Linked DNA regions of Arachis hypogaea: region 2 is linked to region 1. A link is a contact called in public Hi-C data. All regions are on one chromosome and are shown on one strand. Each heading gives the region's core, a stretch centred on a gene start, on an enhancer-like site or on the middle of the called end of the contact. The rest is flanking DNA. Distances are from core to core; before and after follow the strand shown.

Region 1 (2,725 bases), core at 127-2,626:
TCTTTAATAAATTTTTTATTAATTAAATTATATTTTTACCAAAATATTTTTAAAAAAATTTAATAATTAAATTATTTTTTCTAAGATACCCTTCAATAATATTTTAATTATTAAATTGTGATTTTATCAAAATTTTTGTTAACAATTATTTTTTTATTTTATTATTAATTTTTCGATATCAATATATATTATTTTAACATTAAATAAAAAAAATCTTACCACTGTTAATATGTATAATAATTAATATATATTGATATCAAAAAATAATCTTACTAAGATTTTTTTTATTTAATGTTAAAATAATATATATTGATATCGAAAAATTAATAGTAAAATATATCTATAATTGTTAACGAAAATTTTGGTAAAATCACAATTTAATAATTAAAAATTATTGAAGGACATCTTAGAAAAATAATTTAATTATTATTTTTAAAAAAATAGTTTAATAAAAATACAATTTAATCAATAAAAAATAATTTATTAAAGAGTATTTTGGTAAGCAAAATTTAATGATAAAAAATTTTTTGCTAAAAGATATTTTTGTAAAAAATAATTTTTTTTAAAATAGATAAAGTTAACATTAGTTAATACAAAAAATTTAAAATAAATTAAAAAATAAATTTTTTAAAAGTTATAAAAAAAATGTATATTCGGAGAGTATCATTTTAACATCTCTTAAAAAAAGAAAGTGAAATTTTTTCAAAAAATAAATAAAGAACATTTAGGTCACGCTAGGTTTGATTTAATCTTACTTGTTTCCCAAAACACACTGTAACTGGATGATCATTTCTTCTTCTTCTTCAAATGAGAATCTTCCTCTCTTTATATCAATGCCCATATATATGTAATTTTTTTTTTCAGATGGATTATTAGACCACCTTTAATCTTATACATTATAACATTACAAAATCACTTACACTGTACACATATATATACAATATTTCAAGTTTTGGATCTGAATGTGATTATTTACGCGGCGAATAAATTATACCAAAACCTGAACAATATATAATTCTTTTTTTCAATAAAAAAATTAGAAAAATGTTAATGTCACTTTCATTTTGATAATGCTATTTCTCAAAAAATTATATCTTGAAACCCAAAATTCTTGACGAGTAACTGAGTAAGCTGATTATTCAGCGAGTTTAAATTGGTTGGGAATCCAATAATTTTGTTTTGCTCTAAGAATCGTTTTTTTTATTTCATAAAACCAATTATTTTGTTTCGCTTCCCATTTTTAGCGCTTTCGATTTTTTTTTTTAAACATATTTTTTGGTTTCAATTTTTTTTTTTATTTTGTCATCATCAAAAGTGAGTAGTTTCCTAGAGTATGAAAGCCAATACCAAAACATAAAATTAGAGTATGAAAGTCATGACTAAAAATCAAAGTCCGTAGTTGAGGCCCATCTTTGTCCATCAAGTTCTTAAACCTCAAATGGGTGCACACGACTAAGGCCCAAAAATAAAAAAAGAAGGTCATAGTACAATGCAACATGGCATGTTATTGTGTGCAATTGTGAAACATATCTCATCCTATAATCACGAGGTAATGCATCCTACATAAAAATTGAGTATTTATTGAAAAATAAATCACACAAATTACAAATGTTGTTTTCAGGATTTTCATTTTTATTTTAAATATCATATTTAATTATATATGTCAAGTTAAATCAAGCTCAAAATTAACTATGTCAGCCATTATTGTTACATACTTTAATTCAAACTAAGGTCTAGGGACCAAGTACCAACTAACAAATGGCATAGACACTTGTCACATAACATCTTTGGACAAGATCACATGATCAAATTAGTTCAATTTTAAGTACATTTAAAAAAAAAAAAACTTACAAAATTTTCCATGGACATTTTGATCATTCGCAAATGTCTTGATTTTCAATTTCCAATTCCAATAAAGGGATATTTTAGAATAAATTAAAAAAAATATTTCTCAAAAAAATGATTCTTATTTTAAATATGAATATTCATTTTTTTAGAATTCGTTACTGTTCGTCAAATTACGCGATAAATTAGATATGTACATACAATTTGTTTAGTGATACGTGTTAAACTATGAGGAGGTTCGCCCAATTATAAAAGGCTTCACCTTTTTTATTGGGTTATGTTACGTATAATCGTATATACTAAAATCAGCTATTAAAATTAATTATCAGTATAAAATATATGTTGAAATATAAATATACATTAAAAATAAATTAAATTACACATATATTTATATACAAATACATTAGTAATTAATTTTAATGACTAATTTTACTATATAAATAACATTTTTTTTTATTTCACTTTCACTATTCGCTCTCAAACTTCTCTCTCAATTCAACGTCTCGCCACTCTCCATCTCTCAACTCTTCCAATTCCATCAAAAGCTAAGTGTTTTTATCTTTGTTCTTAGTTTTATTTAGTATTTATGTTATGTTTATTTATTTATTCAGTTTATATAATATTATAATAATATTATTAATTGAATAATTAGATTAGTTTATTGATTGCTTGTAATAAAAATAAATATTAGAACTAATTAGATTAGTATCATGTGAATAGTTAGATTGCTATTTTGTGAATAATTAGATTAGTGTTATGTAAAATAATTATTAATGGTTATAGAAATAGATATTTTTATAGTAGATTATAATATATAAAAATAGATATTTACAATAAAATTATTTGTGATTTTAAATTAAATTTAAAGTGTATTTAGAAT
Region 2 (2,725 bases), core at 62-2,561, 53 kb after region 1:
TATCAAAATTGATGCTCAGTCCTGACATCAACTCAAAACACCGCAACAGTCTCTTATAATTCACGATTGTCTCTATTACAGGGGGACAAAATAATATCATATCATCTGCAAATTGTAAGTGCGACAATTTGATATGCTCTCCTCCGACCAGTAGCGGATCAATGCGCCCGTTCCTGACAGCTTCTCCCAGCATCCGATGCAATACATCGACCACTAGTACAAACAGAAATGGAGAAAGAGGATCCCATTGTCTGAGGCCTCTCTCCATGTTAAACGGCTTGGATGGTGACCCATTTACCAGGACAGGCATAATGGCCGTACTAACACACTCCTTCACCCAATTCCTCCAACGCTGTCCAAATCCCATTTTCTGTAACACTATATCCACAAAACTCTATATGCCTCTATCATAAGCTTTATGAAAATCCAGCTTAATGATTGCCGCTTTCTTTCTCCGCGCCTTCAGCCAATAGACCGTCTCACAGGCGATGAGAGCACCGTCATGAATTTTTCTGCCTTTTACAAATGCAGTCTGAGTCTCTCCCACCAAGCCCGGCATAATCGATCTCATTCTTCTCACCAGCACCTTCGAGACCACCTTATACACACATCCCACTAAACTAATCGGCCGAAAATCCTTGATCTCCTTAGCCCCCACAAATTTTGGGGCTAGCATCACCCATGTTATATTCAGATCTGAAGGTAACTTTGCCCTTTGGAAGAATTCCATCACCGCCTCAGTGAACTCCTGACCAATCTCTTCCTAGCATTTCTTGATGAAATTCATATTGTACCCATCACTACCTGGGGCCTTAGAAGATTCACAATCCCATACTGCCTCCCTGATTTTCTCCGCAGACGGTAGAACCTCCAAAGCTTCTGCCTCAGCTCTATCAATTTGCTTCAACAACCCATCCCGAACACCGATTCTTGGAGCATACTCCTGGCGATACAACTCCTTGTAGAATCCCCTGATTGCATGCTTTATTCTTGCATGATTCCTCACAAGCCTTCCGTGAATCATCAGAGCATCAATCCTGTTATTCCGCCTTCTAGCCAAGGCAATGTTATGAAAATATCGAGTATTCCTGTCCATGTCCTTAGCATGTTTGGACCGAGACATCTGCTTCCAATTGATTTCCTTCCTAATGTACCACTTTTTACAAAATCTCACCAACGCCTTCCATCTAGCCTCCGTTGTACTCTCATAGATCCCATCACTAACCTGATCGTCCAGCTTCCTGATCTCATCCTCAAACTTCATCAGTCTGTTTTTCATATCACTAAAATTATCCTTGTGCCATTGCCTCATAGGTATCGTCAAGGCCTTCAGTTTACCAAGAAACGGAGCACCTCTCAAGTTTTGCCATTCATTTTTTACCCTCCTTAGAAAACTTTCATGGGTAAATCAGGAATCTAAGCTCCTGAACAGTCGAGGGCCCCCTCTTACTCTTATATCCTCCACAATCAACGGGCAATGATCTGATAAGCCTCTTGGACCACCTTTCAGTCTAATGTCAGAAAACTCCTCCACCTATTCAATATTAACCAGCACCCTATCAATTCTGCTACAAGATTGACCCCTGAACCATGTGAACTTCCTATCAATAAGGAGTAGATCCACCAACTGCATTTCTTGAACCCAACTCTTAAACTCATTCGCTGATACCGGCAAACTCATCACCCCTTTGCGATCCTCAACTTGTAAAATCTCATTGAAGTCTCCCAACAAACAGAAAAGAACCTGGCACAATTCTGCAATATAGTTCAATTCCTCCCACACCTTCCGTTTTTTCTCTCTCCCATGTGTCCCGTACACCAAACAATAAACACACTAAAAGTTATTTTTTATTAACACTTCTTCAATGCACAACCACCTCTCTTCTTTATAATAATTACTTTTTTTAATATATAGACTTAATTTGGGTTAGTCACCTTTTTTAGTGTATGTGATTACTGAATTATTAGTGAATGTGAAAAGAGTATCTAGTTGTTATATATAGACAAAGTTTTGATTATTTCACCAAAATATAATGAGTCGTTATCATGTTATAGGGATAAAAATCAAATAATAAGTAACGTAATTATGAAAAGAATACAAAATATAATGATTTAATGTTTCATAATACAATATTTTTATTTATATATCATTTAATAAAAATAATTTTATATTTTTATATTCATATCTCAATATCATGTATTTATAAACCAAACGCATCCTTATTTTCTCTTTTTTCTTTCATCTTTTTTACTCTCTCACGAGTTTTATCTTGTTCTCAATCTCATCTGACTCTTTCTCCCTCGTATTCCTAATATTCAGGCATTTTTTGTACAAAATTCCTCTTTGATTTTTAATTTCATCTTCAATTGACATCAACATTGATATAGAAGTTTTAAGCACACATAACGAGGTTGATATTTGAATCAGAAAGTGAAAAACACCTATTTCCATTAATTTTCTTTGATTTTCAATGGCATCTTCCATTGAAATCAACTGTGATGCATAAGATTTCAATTCAAACGACCATTGGTTATTTGGCCCGTGTATTGTGTTGATAATTTTGTTAAACCTGACTAAAATAATAATCTGAATCACTGATAACATAATTATCATAAGTTTTCAGTGACAAACAAAATATTTTTGAGAAAAAAAATATGTATTGAAATAAATTTTTATATAAAAATCAAAATCAAATGTTTAAACAAAATTTGTAACAAAATAAAA

Evidence for each region. A called contact is a pair of places that touch in the nucleus more often than the background predicts.
Region 2: a Hi-C map of leaf shows a contact between it and region 1, with 4 times the contacts expected there. The contact joins the promoter of LOC112743004 here to the enhancer-like site in region 1. A contact is called at or near these places in 3 of 8 Hi-C or Micro-C datasets (leaf and an unstated tissue).

What each region holds. Positions count from the first base shown.
Region 1 is chr14:118,428,980-118,431,704 of arahy.Tifrunner.gnm2.J5K5, forward strand. No RefSeq gene overlaps it. Among protein-coding and RNA genes, the nearest start is that of LOC112743004, 53 kb to the right of the region's middle. Within about 2 kb of position 1,377, at least 1 of the 3 cell types and tissues checked has open chromatin away from gene starts, as enhancers often do.
Region 2 is chr14:118,482,257-118,484,981 of arahy.Tifrunner.gnm2.J5K5, forward strand. It overlaps LOC112743004, which reads right to left and starts at 1,312. Exons shown (of 1, transcript XM_025792239.1): 1 at 764-1,312. The coding sequence starts at 1,312. The coding sequence ends at 764.